Linked DNA regions of Mus musculus: region 1 is linked to region 2. Evidence: chromatin contacts called from public Hi-C data. All regions are on one chromosome and are shown on one strand. The core of a region is the stretch at or near the end of the contact, and the rest is flanking DNA. Distances in the headings are between cores, read along the strand shown.

Evidence for each region. Hi-C and Micro-C count contacts between places; a contact is called where the count stands out from the background.
Region 1: a Hi-C map of bone marrow-derived macrophages shows a contact between it and region 2, with 22 read pairs. The contact joins two enhancer-like sites. A contact is called at or near these places in 1 of 484 Hi-C or Micro-C datasets (bone marrow-derived macrophages), 5 of 115 datasets of contacts at active chromatin or transcription factors (bone marrow-derived macrophages, cardiomyocytes, embryonic stem cells and 2 more) and 3 of 9 other capture datasets (adipose tissue, liver and pancreatic islet).

Annotation. Positions count from the first base shown.
Region 1 is chr2:131,514,333-131,520,648 of GRCm38.p6, reverse strand. It overlaps Smox (spermine oxidase), which reads right to left. Exons shown (of 7, transcript NM_145533.2): 3 at 4,206-4,432; 4 at 381-554; 5 at 1-237. Among named protein-coding and RNA genes, the nearest start is that of Gm30732, 8.5 kb to the left of the region's middle. Within about 2 kb of position 2,903, at least 14 of the 459 cell types and tissues checked have an H3K27ac peak or open chromatin away from gene starts, as enhancers often do. A contact at or near this core is called in bone marrow-derived macrophages and microglia, where this site is marked.
Region 2 is chr2:131,317,279-131,322,916 of GRCm38.p6, reverse strand. All of the region lies in intron 1 of Rnf24 (ring finger protein 24), which reads left to right. It also overlaps the pseudogene Snrpert. Among named protein-coding and RNA genes, the nearest start is that of Mir103-2, 32 kb to the right of the region's middle. Within about 2 kb of position 1,721, at least 157 of the 459 cell types and tissues checked have an H3K27ac peak or open chromatin away from gene starts, as enhancers often do. A contact at or near this core is called in bone marrow-derived macrophages and microglia, where this site is marked.

The DNA of each region.
Region 1 (6,316 bases), core at 1,654-4,153, 200 kb before region 2:
ACCACGGGGCTCGATCTCAGGACCCCGGGGGTGAGCCGAGGCCTGGTCCCAGTGGATGCAACGGACCGGCTTCCCCAACTGGATGACATGTGGAGGAATGCCCTCAGCCAGCAGCTCCACAACTCGCATGAAGCCCGAGGGGATGATGTGATGGGCGCCTGGGATCTCCGTCCATTCTCCAAAGGCGCTCAGGGACACCTCATCTATGCTGTGGGAGCTGCTCTCACAGCTCTCCACCTGAGGGAAGACCCAGAGAAGCCAGGTGAGGCAGGCTAGGCCATGCAAGGAACAAGAGCTCTGAGCAGCAGGGCACTCTGGACAGAGACTCCCCCAGAATTCATCTTTTTCACTCTGGCATCTATACTCCACAGCAAAGATACCTTCAGGTACTGCTGGATCATGGCGAGCTTCAGGCGCTTGGTGGCCTCTGTGTCGTCAGGGTCATCCCTGATGCGATTCCGCACCTTCTCCCGGGTGAACACCCCGACGCTGTTCTGACTCTCGGCATTGACTGGTTTACCATGCCGGAAGAACTCCTGGGTCATGTTATAGACCTGACAAAGAGACCCAAAGACTGAGCACTTATCATCCTCTACAGAGGGCCCAACTGGAAAGCTACCTGTCCCCTGGTGTCCCTGGCGCAGCTGTGGCTTCTGCATGAAGTTGAGCAAGGTACCTGCTCTAGTCAGCCAGCTCCTCACCTCCAAACCAGTAAGAGAGGTGTGATGGACCTCAAGCTTTCTTTGGGGGGGGGCCTTCCTAAAACAAATTGAAAACATCTGGGACTTATAGATTCCTCTTTGTGGGCTCTGCACATATCTGCAAGCCCCACTCCCATCCCCCAGAGAATTTGATCTGCACACATTCACCTTTTCTAAGAAGCAGATGCAGAAAGCTTATCCCCTATAGACATCCTCTCTGCACTACTCAGATCCATAAAGAGCCCCTTCATTTGGTCTGGAGTACATGGAAGGAAGAGAGGAGAGAGCAACGCAGAAGTATCATCTCTGGGAGGCCCCAGCAGGCCAAGAAACAGAAACTACTTGACAGGTACTCTTCAGCCAAAATACCAACCCACTCCTTAATCCACAGTGACCATCAGTCCCTTGAAACAGGGTCCTTCTGCCTCCTCTGCCAGCCCCTCCCATAATCCTCCCATGCTACCCCCAAACACTGAGCAAGTCTACACCTAGACAGGCCCTAGCATTCACTCAACATGCATTTGTGGGCTCCACACCCATAATGTATTAAGCAAGAGAAAGTTCCAAGCCTTGCCCATACTCAAGTCGATGAGACATTCTAATAAGATTTCAACATGATACACTGTGCCTGGAAAGAAATCAGGTAAGCTGAGGTCAACCAAGACAATCCTAACTCATTAGGATATAGCAACAGTGGCAAAGACAGGGAGAAGAAAGGGTTACAAGCAGAAGAAACTGCACAAAGATGGAGGGTGAGATGGTCAGGAAACTTGAAATGAGTTGGTTTGGGGATGAGGCCACAGCAGAATGCTGTAAGAAATGAATGGCCTTGGGAAGGTAGGCAAGTGCCAGGGCAGGAAGGCTAGCCACTATGTCAAGGCCCTGACACCATGTGAGAACGGGAGAGCAGCATGAGCCCCTCCCACTGCTGTCACTTCTGGGACTACAGCAGAGAGCTTCTCAGCTGATAGCCTGTGGCTGATCACTTGTGGCCAGGCTGATTAGCCGTTATCTCCTTCCTTAAACAGTCTCTATTTGGTCAGCACGCATCCATGGGAAAGATGTCTGCTCTGCACAGCAGCCCCCAGGAAAAGCTGTGGGGCCAGAGTGAAAGGTGGCTACAGTACCACACACCACCCCCACTGTTCCACAGGACAGAAGCCTCCACATGAGACCGGCACATGAAGTAAAGATGCCTCTGCAGCATAAATTATAGAGAAGGAGATATGTGAAACTGTTAGCTTGTCCTGCCTACAATCACAAGATGCTGGGTGGTCAGCAAAAGCTGGAGCCTCAGCAAACTCCTCCTGCACGATCACTGCCAGGAACTCAAGCTAGGGACTCTCCTTCTCCTCCCTGGTTTCCCCCTATAAGATAAGCAACATAGTAACCATTGAAGACCATAGGTTCCTACAGAGGAGTAACAAATGTAGCCATCACCAACTAGGACTATCTTGTGGGTACAGTCTCCTCCCAGACATGAAAGGAGGGTGTGGGGCACAGGCCTATGACCACTACACCGATTCTTAAATACTTTTCATTGGGATTACAATCCTTGGAACACTCGGAAGTAAACACAGCCATGTACATTTTACAGATGGGAAAACTGGGGGTCCAGGAGGTCCTACAGCTTAAGTGTTCAATGGTCTCTGTCTAAGGCTAGGGCTACAGTTCAGCGGTACAGCACCAGTCTAGCGCAGACAAGACCCTGGACTCGGTCAGCACTGAGAGAAAACCAACCAACCAGGACAGGGAAAATGGCCCAGCAAGTAGAGCAGTTCCTGCTTAAGCCTGAGGACCTCAGTTCCGATCCCCAGCACAACTGCAAACCTAGCCCTGGGCGGCTGGAGTCAGGCAGAGCCAGAGGGTTCACCCACCAGCTCTTCCAGCCGGGATACTGAGCTTCAAAACCACTACGGGACTTTGCCTCGAAATGTAAGGTGGAACAACGTTGTCCTCACACACACACACACACCCATAGGAATGGCCCTTCAGAGCCATCTTTGTTGGAAACATTTATATAAAGCTACCTTTAGGCATGGCTTCACCTGGCAACTTAGAATGGTCGCCAGCATTGACCAAAAGCCACACAAGGAAATCTTGGCCGATAGTTCTTCCTTCAGACACTAGGCAGCACTGCCGTTCCATAACTACCTTGTCCATTTTTTTTTCCACAGCCCCCTCTCTTGGCTTTCAGAAGTGAAACTGACCAACAGGAAGTAGAACAAGTCACAGCCACTGAGGGTCATTCTCAGGAAGTAGCCACATAGCCAGGCATGGTGGCACACATCTGCAGTCCCAGCACTTGGAAGGCGAAGAAAAAAATAATCAGGACTTCAAGGCCAGCCTTGGCTACATAGCAAATTTAAGGCCAGGATGAGCTATAATGAGACCTATCTAAAAATAATAATTAAAAAATGAAAACCTAAGTATTTATGCTTAAAGCACGTTCAGGAGTCAGCACGTAGGCCAGTAAGGTCTACTTTGAAAAACGCAGGTTACTATCTGCCCTTTGTATGTGAGTAAAAACATGGAACTGCACCCACATAACTTGTTGGTCCATAGAGAGAACAGAGTGTGCAGGTCCTCCACAGACCAGGGAGCGCCACGAAGCAGGAGACTGGCGAGTGTACAATGAGTGCTTAGCAGTCCATTTACTGACCGGGAGTGGGGTCGTCACAACAGTGAGACCTGCTGTTTTTTTACTCAGCTCTTCAGTGCAATTTACAGTGCTACTGAGAGATACTAAGAACGCTGATGGTTTGTTTTTTTTTTTTTTGAGGCTTGGATACTTCAATGATGCACAGAATTGCTACTTCTATCTAAAATAGATTTGCAATACTAACCAATGTAATACGAATAATCAGTACTCTGCGGCTGGACTCTCACTATAGTAACCACTACATACCTGTAGCCATTCGGAATTTAATATCAGTTCCTGCATAGTTTCACTAGCTACAGTTCAACTACTCAAAAACTCTGAGTAGCTAGGAGTTACCATACTAAACGGTTCAGATCTGAAACATCCCCATCAGTACAAAAGGGTCTCCTGAATGATGCTGGTTACGTGTAATTCCAAAAATATTATTAGAATGCCAATAGATATGTTATTAACGAAATAAGTAAATGAATTAGCTAAACGAATTAACTAAATTAACAAATTATCTAAAATAACCACCAGGGATTTGAGACTCTATTGCTGTAAACTAGGAACAACTAGAAAATGTTTCAGTATCTATAAAAACAAAAACATAGTGGCAACAATTACCACAACCCAAACACTTAGTAGAGTCTAGCAAATGACATTCATGGACTTTCTGAGGAAATCAGTGTTTTGCCTAGCTCAGGACGTCCATGAATCCCCACACTGTCCTGATGCTCACTCAGCACGTCCACGAGTCCTCACACCGTCCTGATGCTCAGCACATCCATGCATTCCCACACTGTCCCGATGCTCACTCAGAACATCCACGAGTCCCCACACTGTCCTGACGGCCCCCTTACCTCGTTGTATAAATCGCTGAATTCCTCAACCACGTCCTTGGGGATGCGGCAGCCACGGTTGGTAAGGTAGCAGGCCACGCCATTCTTGGAGTAAAGGCTGATGCGGCCCACACTGCGCTCCCCATCTGTTGTCTCTTCCAAAAGGCCATTGGCTTCTGCTAGTTGATAGATAGGATTCCCGTGGGATCCATGGATCCAGGTGGCTCCCAGCTCAAAGGTGGTGTCTCCTGGTAGTGACAAGAGACCCTTAGAGGGGCAGAGGTTTCTTTAGAGAAGGACAGGACTGCCTCCCTTTCTTCTCTAAGAGGAACCCATCCATACAGACTCAACAGGGCAGGAAGGGGTTGGCAGCTCTCTCTGAGGAACAGCCAAAGCCCACAGAGGAACACCTGACAGCAGATGAAATGACAATCAGGGAGAAGCACTGGCCAGAGTGACTCTTGTGCCACAGTGTCACCTCGTGACATCAGTTAGAAGCCTCTCCTTTCCTAGTCTTACCTTCTTCTAAGACAATACTACACAGCAGACCCTCAACTCCCTCCCACCCAAGAGACATACTGAGGATATTCCATCCCATCTATTCTAGCACCTTACCAGCCCATGGCTCTCGAGTCCGAGCCTTCCTCCCAAATACAAGATGCCCACATCCAACACTTCTAGGACAGAAGAGAGGGCCGCTCCAATGTAGAACATTTTCCCAGGATGGAGGAATAGAACCCCAATCTCTAGGTGGTCCTTTCACCCCGTGGGGCTGACCCTGAGATTCTATCAAGGAGGGCTAAGGAGCACTCCTGGATCCAAGACATAAGTGGCCTCGAAATTCATCCTGCCCTCTCATCCCCAGACAAAGCAGCAACGGAAGCAGATCTGAGGTCACTGCCTCTGTCCTCAGCCTCAGTTTCTTCTTCAGATGCCATAAAGCTATGAGGCAGTATTCCCTGCCTAGCTTCCAGAGAGGTTAAAATAGTGCAGAGAAACAAATTGTAGTGTTTGTTTTTGCAGGCCAGGCTCAAGATGGTAAACTTCCTGTTAAATTCACAATAATCTCTCATACCTTATGTACACGCCCCTTGACAAAAATAACTGTGTCATGCCTCCCACTGAGAGGCAGGGTCTGCCCCCTGAATTTGGGTTAAACTTGTGACTTGCTCTGACTAGCAGAATGTAGTAAAAGTTATATTTGCAGCTTCAGAGCCTAGGGCTCGAGGGGCCTATTAGCCTTCCTATTGTTGATATAAAGCACCATGACCATAAACAACTTGGGAAGGAAAGGGTCTGTTTCAGCTTTCACGTCCACCTCATAGTCCATCACTGAGGGAAGCCAGGGAATGAACCCAAACATGGCATAAGCCTGGAGAGAGAAGCTGATGCAGAAGCCATGGAGGGGTGCTGCTTACGGGCTTGCTCCCCATGCTTGCTAGGCCTATGCCCAGGATCACCTGCACAAGGTGATGTCACCCACAGTGAGCTGAGCCCTTCCACGTCAATCATCAGTCAAGATGCACCACGGGCCATTTCAGTGGGGGTAGTTTCAAAATTGAATTCCCTCTTCCAAAATGACTCAAGCTTGTGTCAAGCTGACAAAAAAAAAAAAAAAAAAAAAAAAAACAACTAGCCAGCACTCTCAAAGTAACAACTATGTAAAGAAACAGAGATTCACCTTGCTAGCAACATGAGCTCAGACCAAACCCTACACTTCCTACCAGACAAGAGGGTAAGGCCATTTAGAGATCCTAACCAACTTGAGTGACATTTCCATGTGACCCTGAAATGCAAGAATCAAGGCAAAGCCAGCAAGAGACTCACTTACCCCTACCTGAGTCCTGTCCACACTTCCTTCCCACAGACCTTATAAGCTCTTATATCTGGGGTGGCTTGCTCTGTAGCAGGAGCTGTCTGACACAGTCTAAAGACAGTAGCATTGTCCCTCAGCCCAAGAAGTAGGCATGTCCTCCTTATCTGCATGCCTTCCCTTTCTTGGGTTGTTTCTAATTAAACCACTAGTTACTAAAAATAGCCCTGTGAGATGAATGTGCCTACAACAAAACACAGCCTCATGCTGCAGCTAGAAGAGAACAACTGCCTGGTGTCTCTGAAAGAGGCAGGCATGC
Region 2 (5,638 bases), core at 472-2,971:
ATCAGACGTTTACTTCTCATTTTGTTTGAGACTTCTCACAAGGGCCTTCTGTTGCCTTATATAATATGGTGGAAATACAAAGAAAAGCCAATAGTCAGAATGGCCAAATCTATCCTGTTATAAGAAACCAACCTCATGATATCCGTTTATGAGAGGAGAGCACATGACTCTGCGCCTCTCAGAGGTCTTGCCGATTAATACTATTACAACCAAAATTAAACTTCAGCATAAATTTGGAAGGAGACAAGCATTCAGACTTTAGCAAGACCCATTCTTTTATGTAAACTATACATTTGATGTTCTTTACAGCCCAAAAGAACATTTTAAAACCTGAGGGCTTGACAAATGGCTCAGATTAAGAGCCTCTCCCAGAGGACTCAGGTTCGGTTCCCACTACCTACCTGAGGTGGGTCTCTAGCTCTGCCTTAAGGCTGCCCAGTGCCCCTGGCCTCCTCAGGCACAACTCACTCGCACTGATGAGCACACTCACACATGCAGACAGATGCACCTACACAGATTAAAAAATAAATCTTTAAAAATAAACATACCAATGGCGTACCGCGGCCAGGGCCAAAAGGTGCAGAAGGTGATGGTGCAGCCCATCAACCTTATCTTCAGATACTTGCAAAATAGATCTCGAATTCAGGTGTGGCTGTATGAACAAGTGAATATGCGGATAGAAGGTTGTATTATTGGCTTTGATGAGTACATGAACCTCGTATTAGATAATGCAGAAGAGATTCATTCTAAAACAAAGTCAAGAAAACAACTGGGTCGAATCATGCTAAAAGGAGATAATATTACTCTGCTCCAAAGTGTTCCCAACTAGCAGTGAATGGTGACGCCTGTAGGATGTTGAGAAGGCCCCTTGAGCGTGTTTAAAGATGTCTGCTGCAACCTGCATTTACTCAACTTGTTTTACTTGCACATTATTATTAGGTGACAATAAATGCTGTAGGAAGTTTTTGTTAATAAATAAATAAATAAACATACCTAGAAAAGATTATGTAAGAATAATTTTGAAATATTAAAAAAACTACTGCTTCACCCTGAATGAATTACTAATGTGTTTAAATTAATACGAAGCACTAGGCTTCATAGACATCATAGTGCTGTCTAATATCACATTCAAGGTGGATTAAACATTTAAATTTCAGGAATAAAACCATGCAAATACGAAAAGAGAATATAAGTAAACATTTTTAAAATCGGATATGGGAAAGCCAAAGATAGAAAAAAAATAAAGACAGATGACAGATTTAGTGGCAGAAGGGGCTGGCGGACCAGGACCTACAGTAGACATGCTGATTGCACAGAAAACAAAGTCACAATGCCCTCCACTGGTGTTCTTTCTTTCTCGTTTTTTCTTCCCTGTCTTTCATTTGGATACAGACAGAAATATTATCTCCTTAGAGAAGAATAGCAACAGAAACCCAGTGAAACAGGAAGTGGTGAAAATTGTGACTAGTGGGAACTTACTGGCATCCGTTCAGAGGCACAGGCACTCTGAAGACTGTAAAAATGCCAACGCCTCCAACCCAGTTATGCAACAGTACAGCAGCCTGCAGAGTGGCCATGCAGTCCCAAGCAGCCATGAGGAACACTACAGCAGCCTGCAGAGTGGCCATGCAGTCCCAAGCAGCCATGAGGAACACTACAGCAGCCTGCAGAGTGGCCATTGCAGTCCCAAGCAGCCATGAGGAACACTACAGCAGCCTGCAGAGTGGCCATGCAGTCCCAAGCAGCCATGAGGAACACAGCTTAGTCGTTGAGTGCTTGCCTAGCATGCTTAAGGACCTCAGTGACATAACAATTTTTTTAAAAGTCAGGTTTTCTTGAGCCACTTTGGCTGTTTATATGCCTATAAAGTATAATAACCTAAATTATAAATTAGTATTCAAATTCTCATTAGTTTTTAAAGGTCTCAGAATAGCAATTTTTTAATGTTTTGTTTGGTTAGTTGACTCAAACCTCAAGCATTTGGTTTTTTTTTTTTTTTTCTCTTAATCTATTTTTGGTTTTCCCTTTATTTCTGACTTATGTGATCTATTCTTCTAAAGTTTAATTATCCAGTTCAAATTGCTGTATTTTTTTTGTGCTTTTATAATTGGTAGTATAAAGGAAAGGTTGCGGGAGATCTGTTGATGAGCATCTAGGGTGTCAGTTTCTGGCTATTGCAATGAACACTGAGCAAGTGTCTTTGGCAGGATGGAGCATCCTTTAGGTCTATGCCCCAGATGTGGATCTGAGGGCAGATTGATTCCCCTCTTCCTGACGAACCACCACATTGAATCCCACTGAGCCTGGTCAAGTTTTCAGGTCCACTAGCAAAAGATGAGTATTTCTTTTATTTCATATCTAACCAACATGAGCTGTCATTTGATTATTGATCTTAGCCGTTCTGACAGGGTAAGATGATATCTCAAAGTAGTTTTCATTTGTGTTTCCCTGGTGACTAAGGATGAACATTTAAGCGTGTCTCAGGCATTCAAGTTTCCTCTTTTGAGAATGTTCTATTTTGATCTGTATCCCATTTTTAAATTAGTTTCCTTGTTTTCTTGATGTCTATGTTTGGTTTTTTCCCCTTGAGTTTTTTATATATTTTGGTATTAGCCCTCTGTGGGATGTATAATTAGTACAAATCTTTGCCCGTTTTGCAAACTGCCAACTTGTCCAAATGATAGAGTCTTTGCTGAGCAGAAGCTTTTCAGTTTCATTTATTGTTGATCTCATGCCTGTGTTGTTAGCGTTCTATTCAGAAAGTCTTCCTGTGCCAATTCTCTTCTATCAGCTTCAATGTGTCTGGTTTTATGTTGAGGTCTTTGATCCATTTGGAGTTGAATTTTGTACCTGGTGATAAGTATGGATCAATCTATTTGGATTCTTCTACAAACAGCCATCCAGTTTGACCAGCACCATTTGTTGAAGTTGCTTCCTTTTCCCCATCTTTGGCTTTATCAAAAAGCAAGTGTCCATGGGTGTAAGGATTTACATCTAGGTCTTCAGTTCCATCCCATTGATCAACATATGCATTTTTGTACCAATATCATGCTGTGTAAATAATAACTTTATTCTCCTGATGTAATTGTCCTTTCAGGGGCTTACTACTGACTAAGCTCGTCCTTTCTAGTTCTTCCTGAACTCTGGCTCGCTAGCTGTTTCAACTCAGTTCTGGCCCAAACTCCTCTCCAAGCTGACGGATTCAATCTGGTTTCTCTCAGCTTCTCACTTAATTGCTCTGCTTGGCCTCAGGCTAATTGTCGATTTGTTCTAGTCTCTGGCTCCTTATTATGGATTCGGCTGCCCTTGTGGGGAGGCTTCACTGAACTGTATGAACTCACAGACAAATTCCTTTCCAATTTGTGTGCGCTTGGTTTCCTTCAGCTGTCTTGCTGCTGTGGCCAAGACTTAAAGTACTATGTTGAATAGGTATGGAGAGAATGAATGCACAGCTTTGTCTTGTTCCTGATTTTTGTGGAACTGCTTTGAGTTTCTCTCTATTTAATTTGATGTTGGATATGAGCTTGCTATAAATTGCCTTTATCATGTTGATGTATATTCTTGTCTCTCCAGGACTTTTATTATGGAAGGATGTTGGATTTTGTCAAAGGCCTTTTCAGTATCTAATAAAATAATCATGTGGTTTTCTCTTTCAGTCTATTTATCTGGAGGGTCATATTTATCCATTACATATGTTGTGCCATCTCTGCATCTCTGAAATAAAGCCAACCTGATCATGGTTGATGATTGTTTTGCTATGTACTTGTATTTTAAGTATTTTACTGAATTTTTTTGCATCTATGTTCAAAAGGAAAATTGGTCCATAGTTTTATTTGTTGGGTATTTCTGTAGTTTGGGTATCAGAGTAACTGGCCCCAAAACAAATTGGACAAAGTTTCTTCTGTTTCTATTTGGTGGAATAGTTTGAGAAGTATTGGCATTAATTCTTCTTTGAAAATCTGGTAGAATTCTGTGCTAAAACCATCTGGCCTTAGGTGTTTGTTTGTGTTTGTTTGTTGTTCTTTTTTTTAAAGATTTTATTTATTATTTATTTTATATGTAAGTACACTGTAGCTGTCTTCAGACACACCAGGAGAGGGAGTCAGATGTCATTAAGAATGGTTGTAAGCCACCATGTGGTTGCTGGGATTTGAACTCAGAACCTTCGGAAGAGCAGTCAGTGCTCTTAACTGCTGAGCCATCTCTCCAGCCCCGTTTTTTTGTTGTTCTGTCTTCAAGTGCTGGGATAACATGTTTGTCTCCAGACATTGACTTCAGGAGAATTATCCTTTATTCATTCATTCATTCATTTTTGGTTTTTCGGGAGAGAATTATCCTCTTAATCTTGTTTTTGGGTTTGTTTTGCTTTGGTAGACTTAATTACTGCCTCTAAATAGAAGTAATAAATAGGGGTTATAGGTCTGTATTTATACATCAATAAATTATCCTCTTTTTTTTTTTTTTAGATTTTCCAATATGATGGAGTACAGGATTTTAAAGTGTGTCCTTAGTGATTCTTGAATGTCCTTAGTGTCTGTTAGGTCCCCCTTCTCATCTCTGATTTTGTTAATTTGCATATACTCTCTATGCCTTATTGTTAATTTAGCTAAGGTTTTGTCAGTCTTAGTGATGTTCCTCTCAAAGAACCACTCTTAGTTTCATTAATTCTTTGTATTAGTTTTGTTATTGTTTCTATTTTATTGATTTCAGTCCTGAGTTTGATTGTTTCTTGCCATCTTCTCCTTTTGGGTATGGTATGATTTCTTCTTTTAGTTTTAGAGATTTCAGGTGTTTTCTTACTAGTCTGAGATCTCCCCAGTTTTTTGCTTTTTGTTTTTATTTTGTTTTTGTTTTGAATTTAGTTCTTGTAATGTAGGCACCTAGTGCTTTGAACTCGCCTGGTAGAACCACTTTCATTGTGCCCCATAAGTTTGGATCTGTATTTTTCATTCATTTGTACAAAGTCTTTAATTTCCTTCAAATTTCTGTCTTGATCCATTTTTCATGCAGTAGTGTGTTCTGTGTTGTTCAGCTTCCATGGGTCTGTAAGCTTTCTCTTGTTTCTGTTGTTGATACCAGCTTGAATCCATGGAGGTCATGTAGGATGCAGGGTATTATTTCAGGGTTGAGACTTGCTTTGTATCCAACTATGTGGTCAATTTTAGAGAAAGCTCCATGAGTTGCCAAGAAGGAAGTGTATTCTTTTTGGATGGAATGTTCATATACTTTTTGGAAGGAAGTATATTCTGTCTGGATGGAATGTTCTTTACGTTTTTGCTAGGTTCATTTGGCTTATGACATCATTTGGCTCCAGCATTTCTCTGTTTAGTTTTTGTCTGGATGACCTGTTAAGTGATGAGAGTAGAGTATTGAAGTCACCCACTATCACTCACTGTTTGAGGATCAATATATGATTTAAGCTGTAGTAATATTTTATGAATTTGGGTGCCCTTGTGTTTGGTGCATAAAAGAATTGCAATGGTCTCATGGAGGGTTTTTCCTTTGAGTATGTAGTGTCTTTCCCAATTTCTTCTGATTACTTTGAAGTCTATTTAATGGCTACACCAACTTGCTTCTTAGGTCCATTTGCTTGGAATATCTTTTTGCATCGTTTTACTCTGAGGCGATGTCTATCCTT